Linked DNA regions of Sus scrofa: region 2 is linked to region 1. A link is a contact called in public Hi-C data. All regions are on one chromosome and are shown on one strand. The core of a region is the stretch at or near the end of the contact, and the rest is flanking DNA. Distances in the headings are between cores, read along the strand shown.

The links. Hi-C and Micro-C count contacts between places; a contact is called where the count stands out from the background.
Region 2: a Hi-C map of embryonic fibroblasts shows a contact between it and region 1, with 1.6 times the contacts expected there. The contact joins the promoter of ZNF644 here to the promoter of HFM1 in region 1. A contact is called at or near these places in 3 of 47 Hi-C or Micro-C datasets (embryonic fibroblasts, heart right ventricle and skeletal muscle).

Annotation. Positions count from the first base shown.
Region 1 is chr4:125,519,120-125,525,235 of Sscrofa11.1, forward strand. HFM1 (probable ATP-dependent DNA helicase HFM1) reads left to right here and starts at 3,181. Exons shown (of 40, transcript XM_021090252.1): 1 at 3,181-3,255.
Region 2 is chr4:125,736,396-125,742,734 of Sscrofa11.1, forward strand. It overlaps ZNF644 (zinc finger protein 644), which reads left to right and starts at 3,930. Exons shown (of 4, transcript XM_021090290.1): 1 at 3,930-4,022.

The DNA of each region.
Region 1 (6,116 bases), core at 1,931-4,430:
TTCTAATCACCACCAGAGGGAAGGTGTTCATTCCTATTTACCTTGGGACCCCATAATAATGGCAGAAGAATTTGCTAAGAATGACTAAACACAATATACTCTGTAGGGAGAAGTGTGTACAATTTGTTACACAAATCTAAACAGTTATTCATAGAGAATGTGCATCGGTTTCCAGTCTCCGTTTACTCCTTCTGAAGAAACTATTATTAATTTTTAATTAGGAAATAATTCTATTCCAGTGTGGAATACTGCTCTTTGTCCCAAAGCTTCTGTTCTGGGATGTTTGCTTCTTACTCCAGGGTTTGTGTTACCACATTTTGGACTCTACTTATGGAATCACACAAAAAACAGCCATTGAATACGGGGTCTTTATCAGCTGATTTCTCTGGAAGGCTTATATTCTTTGTAACAATACACTGTGGCTGGCTGTGGCTGTGGGATGATTTGGCTCTGGGTCTATCTGGCAGTTCCATTAGAATCAACATTCTTGGCTTTGGAGAACGGAAGACATTTTAAATTCATTTTGGCTGAAGAAGTCAATTTCTGCCTGAAAAACAAGCAAATGGATCTCCTGAAATATGGGTACGCATCTCTTCTGCATCACCATTAAACGTAGTTCTTAGCAGCTCGAACTCAAGGAATGACTTTCTAATTAACCTATGTCTTTTATTTTCTTTGTTATATTGAGACTTACTAAATCTTTCCCTAAGGAACAATGATCCGTTGATTCATTCATCCTTTTTCTATTTAAGCATCAACTAAATGCAGAGATGGCACTGGACTCTCTCACACCCAACAGTGCGTAATCCTCTAAACTTGCCTTTCCTCCCAAGAATCCCATCATATCAAACGATTCTTTCTTTTCTCGCTATTTCTCAGACATTAATTGTACAATTTTCAGATTCTCCCGAATGGTCTTACCTTTTCCAAATCGGACAATAACACAACACATTTCTGGCTGTTTTTTAGAGAAAAATAGTCCCCAAACGTCAACATTTCTTGGTTCCTGCTTTTCTAGAGCTATCAGCACTAATTTTCCAATATCAACTCCTCCTGAATGGAGTTTAAAAAGATCAGAGGTTACAAAGTAGAGACAATTTTGATTATGAACCAGAACCTGTGGCATCAATTGTGTTAGTAGAAAACTATCTTGTTCCTGTGAGATAAACAACAATTACTTGTCTTTTAAGTTCTTCAGACTTTCAGGAAACTGTGTGTGTGTGTGTGTGTGTGTATATACACACTTATTTATTTATTTATTTATTTATGTATTTTAGGGCCACACCTGTGGCATATGGAAGTTCCAGGGCTAGGGGTGGAATCGGCTTATGCCACAGCCATAGCAACTTGGTATCGGAGCCACATTTGCAACCTACACCATAACTCATTGCAATCCCTAATACTTAACCCATTGTGTGAGGCCAGGGATGGACCCCACATCGTCATGGATACTAGTCGATTTATTACTGCTGAGCCACAGTGGGAACTCCCAGGAAACTCTATTTTGACAATTCCCCCCACCCTTTTATTTGAAATGAATACCCCTTATTAGTCCACAGCATGCCCCCAAATGAATCAAAGACCTAAACATAAGAACTAGAACAGTAAAACTCTTAGAAGAAAACACTGGAGTAAATGTTCATGATATTGGAATTTGGCAATGACTTCATGCATAGGACATCAAAAGCACAGGTGAAAGAAAAACATCAACTGGACTTTACCAAGATTGAAAGCTTTTGTGCATCAAAGGATACTATCAAGAAAGAAGAAGAAAACCTACTGAAAGGGAGAAAATATTTGCAAATCATATATCTGATAAAGGATTAATATTCAGAATCTTTTCAAATATATAATTTAAAAGATAATAATAATAAAAAGATAATACAAAAAGTTGGCAAAAGGAGTTCCTGCCATGGTGCAGTGGGTTAAGAATCCAATTGCAGGGCCTCAGCTCATTGTGACAGTGGGTTCCATTCCTGGTCTGGTGCGGTGCGTTAAAAGATATGGGTTTGACACAGCTGCTGTGGTGTAGGTTGCAACTGTGGCTGGGATTCAGTCCCTAGCCTGGGAACTTCCATACGCCGTGGGTGCAGCCCTTAAAAAAAAAAAAAAAAAAAGTTGGTGGAGGACCTGAATAGACATTTTCCCAGAGAAGATATTAAAATAGCCAGTAAGCACTTGCAAAGATGTTCAGCATCATTAGTCCTTAGGGAAATGCAAAGCAAAACCATAACAGAGATACCACCTCCTATCTACTACGATGGTTATAATTTGTAAAAAATGGAAACTAACAAGTGTTGGCAAGGAAGTGGAGAAGTCAGAATCTTCTGCATCAGTAGTGAAACGGTAAAGTGGTCTGGAGTAAATCACATTTTGGTGATTTTTCAAAAAATTAAACTTGAGTTATCATATGACCCAGCAATTCCACTCCTAGATATATATATCTAAATAACTGAAAGCAGGGCCTCAGCGCAAATATTTGTACACCCATTTCTTTTGCCTATTTCTTTTTTTTTAAAAGGGCCACACTAGCGGCATATGGAGGTTCCCAGCCTGGGGGTCCCATCGGAGCTACACCTGCCGGCCTACAAGACAGCTACAGCAACGCCAGATCTGAGCCGCGTCTGCAACGTACATCACAGCTCATGGCAACGCCGGATCCTTAACCAACTGAGCTAGGCCAGGGATCGAACCCGTAACCTCATGACTCCTAGGCGGATTCGTTTCCACCCGCCACGCAGGGCCCTGCTGTTAATCAATTTTTGCAGCCCACATTATTCACAAGAGCCTAAAGGTTGGAAACAAGGGGTGAACGGATAAACAAAATGTGTATGTACATACAAATGGAACATTCAGCCTTAAAAAAGGAATGAAATTCCCACACTTGCTACAACGTGATGAATTCTGAAAACATTACAAATATGGAATAAGCCAGACACGACCAAGACTGTAGGATTTCCCTTCTACGAGGTGCCCAGGAAAGGCATTCTTAGGGAGGAAAGGAGAACACAGGTGCTTCCAGAAGGTGGGGAAAGGATTTTGGAGTTTTAGGCCGCAGTACCCGGAGAGCGATCTATTTAAAAGGAGTTACAAACTTCTGGAAGGAAAGAGGAGACGGTGGAAGGGAGAGAGGGGCCCGGCGATCCATCGCTTGGAGCTCGGCTGAGCCGGCCTGGGGGCCCGGCGGGTGAATCGGCGCTCGGCTCCGAGGGCCGCCGGGAGCTGGGAGCGCGGAGCCGGCCGCCCGCGGAGAAGGTGGGGCCTGGGGCCGGGCGTCCGGCGGGGAGGCGGCGGCCCGGCGGGGAGGAGGGGACGGGGAAGGCGGCCCGGCGGGGCGGAGGCGGGCCTGGAGCCCGGGGGCCTGCGCGCGGCCTTCGGAGCCGAGGGCGGGGCGGGCGAGGCGTGGCCCCGGCCGGGCGCGCGGCTCCTCAGCCGCCGGCTGTGTGAGGGGCGAGGCCGGAGGCGGCCCCGGCCGGGGCGGCCTCCCTCCGAGCCCGCGGCTCCTGCTCTGCCTGCGCGGCCCCCAGAGCCCGCGGGGGTATCCCCCGTGCGTCTCGGCCCCGCGAGGGCTGTGGGCGCGGGCGCGGCGGCCGGGGGGCCGGCTCGGGCTCAGCGGACACCCCACAGCCCCGGTGCGCTTCCTGCTGGAGCCTGTGACCCCGTGGGTCCCCCCGGGCGGGGGGCGGAGGTCAGGACCCCCCCGACGGCCTGGGTGCCCGAGGCTCAGAGACGCACGGTGGTAACTGGCTCCCAAGACCTTGCTGACTCTGTCCGGTTCCCTGCAGGCATTTCTGAGGGTGGGTCTCCCAGCAGGTGTTGGTCTCAGCGTCTTTACTGACTCCCAGTTTCTGGCAGATCAGTATTTTCTGTCTGGGGTTGTGTACGTTTGAAATAAGACTATTTCTGAGGGTGAAAATTGTAAGGAGTAACTAAAAGAGCTGAACATTTATATAGTAAGGATTATAGAAGGTAAGATGCCTACTGTGACCAAGTAACCAGTTAAGGTGCAGGTCCTCTCAACACTGAACAGATTATGCAGTCACAGAAACAGTATGAGTTATTTTAAGATCTGTTAGAGCAGAAGTGGACGCTTAAAAAATAAAATGCGTAATTCTATACCACATGTTGAAACTAGAACTTTGTAAAACGTAATCTAACGTGGAAACTTACTCAGAAAATCTGACTCTAAACCTAAAACTTAAAATTAATTACCCCAACATCTGTAATCTCCTACAATCATAAACTCATACTGAGATGTGGTGAGGTCCCTTGTAGGGCCTGTGTTAAAAAAAATTAATACCTAACGCAAGTGTCAAATTCATGGTCCTTTAGAAGCTTCTTGATTTCATCACATGAGTCCTGAATAGAAAAAAAATCTCCTTTTTAAATTGAAGTTTAAAGATTTGGGGGTAAAATTTTAAGTCTCAGAATTGATGGAAGATTATTTTTATTTTAAATTACGTGTATAGGAGTTCCCATTGTGGCTCAGTGGGTTAAGAACCTGATGTAATCTCTGTGGGGATGTGGGTTCCATCCCTGGAATCGCCCAATGGCTCAAGGACTGGCTGGCTGTTGTAGATGCATTGCAGATATGCTTAAGTCCCGTGTTACTGCGCCAGTGGTGTAGACCTGCAGCTGCAGCTCCCATTCCACCCCTGGCCCAGGAACTTCCATATGCCACATGTGCAGCTATGAAAAGAAAAAAAAAAATTTTTTTTTTTTTTTGGTAAAATGATCATTGCTAATGCATTTATTCCACAGTGAATTCTTAAGGACCATCTATTATGTGCCCGGCCCTGTTCTGGGTTGTTGGAGTATATTAGTGAGCAAAAAGTCCTTGCTGCTTCTACAGGGAGTGTGATAAACAACTGAACGTATAATATGCCAGGTATCAATTAGTACTGTGAAGAAAAATAAGGCACAATATGGGCATGGAGAATTTTAGATAAAAGGTGTTTTTTATAGGATTGCTTCAGAACTGTATACGTAATGTTTTTATTCTGAATCCAAATACATTACCTTCTTTTATGCCAGAACTAGAAATCAAACTGAAAGTTCTTTTGAAAATATTTGCTATTTATATAGAAGGTTTTTCAATTAGTTTATCTAATGATTTTTTTTTGGAAACACTTTTTTTTTTAGCGATTTTTATTTTTTCCATTATAGTTGGTTTACAGTATTCTGTCAGTTTCTGCTGTACAGCAAAGTGACCCAGTCACTCTCTCTCTCTCTCTCACACACACACACACACACACACACACATTCCTTTTCTCACATTGTCCTCCATCATGTTCCATCGCAAGTGACTAGATATAGTTCCCTGTGCTATCTCATTGCCCATCCACTCCAAATGCAATAGTTTGCACCTGTTACTCCCAGACTCCCAGTCCATCCACTCCCTTCTCCTCCCCTCAGCAACCAAAAGTCTGTTCTCCAAATCCATGAGTTTCTTTTCTGTGGAAAGGTTCATTTGTGCCATATATTAGATTCCAGATATAAGTTATATTATATGGTATTTGTCTTTCTCTTTCTGACTTCACTTAGTATGAGGGTCTCTAGTTCCATCCATGTTGCTGCAAATGGCTTTATTTTGTTCTTTTTTATGGCTGAGTAATATTCCATGGTGTATATATACCACATCTTCTTGATCCATTCATCTGTCGATGGACATTTAGGTTGGGAAACACATTTTTAACTTGTTTTAGTAATTTTGTTTGCATTTTCTTTTAGAATAAAGAATTCAAAGATTTTCTACTCAAATTCTGAGGTAGCATAGCCATGTAAAAGTGGTCTGGTGTGTTTTAATTTGGAAAACTTTTCTTGTTGTTTAAAAATTATATAGCTCTCCTAAGCCTAGAAAGGGAACATTTTATTTGTTACTTTTTGGATAACATAGAAACATGATTGGCCTTTTTATTTATGCTTTATAAGGTAATTGTTTTCCACTTCTGAAATCCTCTGCTTAAATAAAGATGTGAGACTAGGCTGGCAACTTTTGAGTGACTCCCTTCTGCTCCCACTCTCTCATCCTAGGCTTCTGTTCATACAGTGAAATTGTTTTAGATGTTTATACAACTACGCTAATTTATCTAAACTTTTATGATTTCATTTTCTTG
Region 2 (6,339 bases), core at 2,680-5,179, 220 kb after region 1:
CCATTTCAGAGGATGTCTCGTGGCCTGGAGACCACAGCCGCTCTGTGTTTGAGGCTGGAAGTTGGTACTCAGGAAGGAATCTGAGTGAGAATCTATGAGAGATTTTAATGCCGTGGAATAAAAGAGAAATGGATAAGAAAAATAAAGATGACATTATCAATATATATTTTTAGGCCCATATTTCTACCTTAAACTAAATGTTTCCTAAATCTATTTTTTAAGGTGGCAGCCACCATTCTTTTCCTTCGTGAAACATATTTAGAAAATTTAAGTAAATGCTACATGATAGAGATTTTGATGTCCATTTTAAGACATTTAATTTCATTCACAATTAAAGTAGAGATATCAAAGTCCAATTTCTAATTATTATCCTGTAAAGAACACACTTATATAACGGTATCTGCCAATTATCGACTACAAAGGAAATCAATACACATAACGCAATCCTTTGGCTTACTGTTTTAAGTTCATTTTCTTTAGTAGGGCATAGGGGATGGCTGAAATTACAAATGCCCTTTTTCTTTGGATGAATCTCAACCAAATATTCTGGAACGTCTGGAATCTTTCTCTCCAGAAAAAATAAACAGAAAAGGCACTTCTCAAGTCTAATGTGTGTGAACCTTCAGGAAGGCCTGGTGCGCTAGAAGAAGGTTTGCTGGTTAGTTGCCAAGAATCTTTAAGCAGTGGCCCCTACCTGTAACCTTGAACTAGTGTCTCAGTGCTGTAAGTCTAGTCACTTGATTGTGTCAGTTTTCCACAGCTGATCAGACTGTTGCTAGTTCCCTTTCTTTCCTTTTCATTTTGTCCTGAATCCACTACAAGTGGGCTACTCGACTGACCTTGCAATTGCCAAGGTCAGCAATGATTCTGCACACACAGTGGACTCCACTTACTCATTTAACCTCTCTGCTGCCTTCACTCAGGATGTGCGAGACCCTGCTTTGAGCTCGCCAGGCCTGTTTCCTTTTCCTCCAGGGCATACAGCCCAACCACATTTGCCAGCCTCTGCCTGCAGTGAGGTGGGGCTGCGTGACCAGATGCTGACCAGAGGAAAGTGACAAGTGATGGGTGACCCTTCCAAGCTTGGCCACTTCAGCTTACGGCACTCAGGATTCTCCACGCGTTCTCCCTCTCTCTTTGCAGAGGATCCAGCAGAAGACTCCAAGACCTTAGGGGATGGCACGGCCAGATGATGCAAGGACCCTAGGTGCCTGAATAGCTGCCGTGAGGTGTCCCCTCCCGGGCCCCACTAACTGCCGTGGAGTGTGATGTGATTACAAAAAGAAACTTTACTGCGATAGCCATTGAGATTGGAGTCCATTTGTCACGGTTAGAAAGATGTTTCCATCCTTCCTGGCTTCTGTGATGGTACCTCCTGCCTGAATCTCCACACATCCCTCTGTCCTTTCATTTCTCATTTTCTCACACTTCTCTGCTTATTCCTTAAATATGTCTTTATCTACGTTGCCATGGCCCCGTTTTCTTTTTCCACATACGTTCTGGGAAAAAGCTCACATACTCTCATGGGCTACTTCTGATGAGCTGAGGAGTCAGAGGAGTCAGTGTTGGCTCCTCTGCGCCAATTAACACACGCATTCTAATACCCGTAATTCCACAAGTGAGACTGACTTGCAGTTTCGATACCTAGAGGTGGATCGTCTTAGGGTGAGGCCCGAAGATAAGCCAAACTTGGACTTGAATTTACGGCTAGGCTAGTAGATGAATTGAATGTTCCATTTTTTTTTTTTTTTTTTTTTTTTTTGCCTGCGATTCAGAAGGATCGGAATGTGGAAACTCATGTTTTTATTGGAATGTGGACACTCGTGTTTTATGTTTCAAACATTTTTAAATGAATTACATTTTCTTTTTGTTTAGGTCATTTGACAGCACGGCTTTCTTTGCATCTTTTATTGGGAGATCCCATTCACTGGAAGAACTAATAGATTGGTAAATGGTGCTAATATTGTTAGGTTTTAACACAGTAACAATAGCCAGCCTTGCTTTCCTTTTCTTTTTTGTTTTCAAAGCTTCTTCACCAGGTGTATTCATCAGAGGATTCTTTTATTGCAGTGGATAGATGTGCTTTGTGAATTTTTTCCAGGGTCAAATGGTTTTCCACATCTTGATTTTCATTCTCAACCATAATTTCCTTTAATGTCTTTAAATATTTTGGCCTTGAGCCACATAATTGGTCCTTGGATTTTTAAAATTGTATTTTTTTAATAATAACTTACTCAAGCTTTCTGCTCTTATCACGTTTTCTCCCACTCATAGTTTTTGCCATCAATTCTGTTTATAAAGAAGTTCATCAACCATTACGTTTTACTTTAACAATTATTACTACTACTTTTTACTACTGAAACCACTGCTATAGTATTACAGTTTAGCTGCTTAATTCTAGTATCCACAAACAGTCCTGTATAAACAAGTTCCTGATCATGGTTGAGTTCGAAGTGGTTCTTTCTGCTGGTGGTATGCATCTGATACACATTGGTCAGTCAGTAGTGTACATTTTGTTGTTGTTGGTAACTGCTTTTGTAGTGATAGAAGAATTTCCATGCTACATAGTAATTGAAGTCCAACAGTGAACGATTTTCATGGATTCTGCAGATGGAACCCCCCCAAAGTGGCTGAAAACATACTTTTTTTAAAAAATCGTTTACCCATTTGTGTAAATGAAAAAGAAAAATCGGTATTTTGAAAGAGTCCAAAGAACTGTGTGACGTTGAGAAAATTCCTTAACTTCTCTCTGCCTCATTAGGCTGTAATGAAGTTGAATGTGTCAGAACAATGCCTGGTGCATGGTAAGCACTGGAAACTATTATTTTTAACTAATGCAGCAAGAATAAATACTTGTCATTCGGGAATCTGTTTGCTGATAATGATGAAGTCCCCATCTCATTCTTGACAAATGACTGCAATTACCGTGTATGCCTCGGAATGCCAATCATGTCTTGAAGGTTTCATGATAGCTGCAAAATAACCGAAGACCTTTTTTTGGATAAGAAAACAGAGATTCAGAATAGACAAAGAATTTATTAGGGCAGGATTAGCAGAGTCCTCAGGAACTTTGGGTTCATGTCAAACATGTTAGCAACTTCCTGTTTGCCAGTTTAAAAGCAAAGCCAATAGCGCCTCATCAGTGTTTCTCAAAGTGGTCCACGAAACGCTGGCCTCAGACTCTCCGGTGGATACGTGTTTAAAAAGTTTTCTAGAACTCTCCCAGGCCCTACGAATTCTTTGAGGGATTAACCAGTATCTCAGGTGCTTCTTACATAACTAACTTGGAGATGCACAGCACAGTCAGTAATGCAAGGAGAAAGGATCCTCCCAGAATGGAGCTGGACCAAACCCAGGGCGCCTTTTTTGGAGGGGCTGTCCCGTGACCTGAGATGCTACCCTGGATGCTCCGCTTGTCCATCCAGCATCTCCCAGTAACGGGGCCCTTGAGAGCCAGAAACCCTGCTCTGCCGTCACTCTACGGCTGTGACGGGCGCTCTGGAGGTCCTCAGCTGTTCTCCCCCACAGCAGGGAAAGAGACGGAAGGGTGGCACGCTCGTGGCTGTGGAACTCAGACCCGGGCCTGCTCCACCTTAAAGGGCCTCGGCCTGCCTGAGTGCTTGGGTCTTGCAGAGTTTGGGCACCACCATATTTGGAGCGTGCCTACTTTGGGGCGGGGACCTCCTTGAGAGCGATGAGGTCAGCGCAGGGGGAGGTGACCTTGTTGGGCTCCTGGCACCCGAGAACAGTGGTGCACTGTTGCCGCCGCCCCCGTCGGTGCCCGCGGCCCAGGCGCCGCGGCCGCGCGAAGCCGCCCGCGAGCTCGTCGCCGGCCGTCCCCGGGCCCGCGGCTCGGGGCGAGGCGGGAAAGCGGCGCGCGTGCGCCGTGGGCCCCGGGCCGGCGGCAGAAGCGGGGCGCGCAGGGGGGCCGTCGGAGCCGCCGAGCGTACAGAGCGGCGCGTGACGCGGGGACGCCGCGCGCTCCCAACGTCGCCCCGGTTTGACGCACACGGCACCAAACTGTGAGTTTCGGGGCTCCTTCGGTCGGGCTCGCCGGGCCCCGCGTGGGCTCCGGGCGCGCGGGCCGCGGCGGCGGCGGGCCTGGGGGGCGGCAGGACGCGGGGGCGCCGGGCCGCGGCGCGCGGGCCCGGGCAGCGCCGCCCCGGGCCGGTCCCCAGCCTCCGCAGGACGCGTCTTGCCGCACAGGCTAAGATGGCGGCGGCGGCCGAGGAGGCGGAGTTGGTGCCGCACAAGGAGCCCGGGCCCCGGGTTCGGGGAGGCGGCGGCCGCGGCGGCCGCGGGGGGCGGCGGAGCCCGAGGTGAGCGGCGGCCGCCGCCGCGGGGCGGGCCTCGCCGGGGCCGGGGGGCGGGGGAGGCTCCTCGGCGGCGGCGGCGGCGGCGGACCTGGGAGCGGACACAAAGGGGCTGAGCCGGGCACGGGGCTCGGGGGTTTTGTTTAGTCACATGCAGCCGAGCAGCCAGTGAGCGGCGGGGGGAAGGGGCCGAGGCCGGGCGGCCCGGGGCGCCGGGCGGGCGCCATTGCGATGTCCGAGCCGCGGGGCGGCCCGGCGCTGGCCGGCGGCGCAGGCTCCGGCGAGGAGGGTCCACACCCCGCCCCTACCGGGGGCTCGGGGCCGCGGGGCGCTCCCGCCCCCTGCCCCGCGAGCTCCTCAGCCGCCCGGTGCCCGGGCAGTAGGCGCAAGAGGTAAATCGCTCGAAGCGTTTGGGTGGCCAGGGGCTCGGTGGGTGTCCAGCTAAAGCTTTTTGCTTCTCCAGGTCTGATTCCCTGGCCTTTGGGTCCCTGGGAGCTTAATCTCTGCCAGAGGAAAGCAGGTGTGCTCCACTTCTCCCGTGAACCTGAAGATGAGTTGCCCCAGACCCTTCTCAGTGATTGGAAACTTAGGTGGTGGAGCTAACGGTTTCTTGTTACGAGACTTCCACAGACGACTCTCGTGGTGGGATCCATCCATGGTTTAGCGACATTAGTGGAAAACTTTTTTTTTGGAACTGTTTTAAGTATCGTTGATGCACGCTTAGTTGTTATCAAACTTGTAAATTCAGATTTTCGTGTGGTCATTTAAGAAGTCCTCAACGAGAAGGTCAACGCAGTTGGCGGGCCTGAATGATGGGCCTGTGCTGTATACACGTTAATAATTTCAACAGAAATAACCCAAACACCGTCATCGATCCGGGCCAGTCCTAACTAATGCCAGGCTCGTTGCATCCGGATGATAGATTAGATTTGTGCTAATGGTTTTATTGCTTCTCCGCAGTAGTGTAGTTACAATTTTTTTTTTTTTTTTTTTTGGTCCCACAAGAAAAAGAGTTTTTCCAAAAATAGACAACTCAAATTACTCAAAGAAAGGAAACCTGCTGTTTGCCTTCAGTGCCATGTGTAAGTATCCAGGGAACATGAGGGCAGCCATATTGCATGGATAGGTTTGGTAACAAACAATTAGTTTATATAAAGAAGTTGCAACTTAGACTTTTTAATAGGTGAAACATGAAGACTTGACCACTGTTACTTCAGTGGTATACATATATATATATATATATATTTTGCTGGTAAAATCATGGTAGTGTAAGTTTTAGAATTTCTAACAAAGTTACACTGCGCTCACATCTACATCATACTTTGTATATTTGTAATATTAGAAGTATAAGAATTGCAAACAACTATCGTTTTGTTTTGGCCAGGTCACAGTAACAAGTTAAATTATTTGCTTGAAGGAATATTAACTCCTTTTTTTTTTTTTTGGCCACACCCATGGTATGTGGAAATGCCCCGGCCAGGAATCGAACCTGTGCCACTGCTGCAGCAGCGAGGAATCCTTAAGCTGCTGCATCTCAGGGGAACTTCCAAGGAAGGGATGTTTAAACACATCAGTGTTACTAACTTTAGATCTGGGTTCCAATTGAAATTTGAACTTTTCTGCATTCCTTAAAACTTTGGTTTTCCTTGTTTCCCCCCGCCAGATTTATGTTCCCCCACCTTTCCGCTTTTCTCCTAAGAGAACAATCTTGTATCAACAAATAGATGATATATTAATATCAGCAAAATTATTATTGAATCATTTAGCTTTAGCGTAGAGGGACTCTTAGAGAACAGCTAGTCGTGTCTTCTCTTTTACAATATATTTAGGGCCAGGAATGATTAATGTTATAGTGGAAAATTGTCTCTCAACTTACACCCCAGTGGTCTTTTCATTGGTCACATTGCTGGGATAAGGAGGTGACCACCTGCAACTGGTTATAAAACAAAAACAAAGGCATGTGTTTGAGAATACTTGTTAATTCGATACTGTTACATTAATGGTAAATTCTGTGAAAACAATTAAA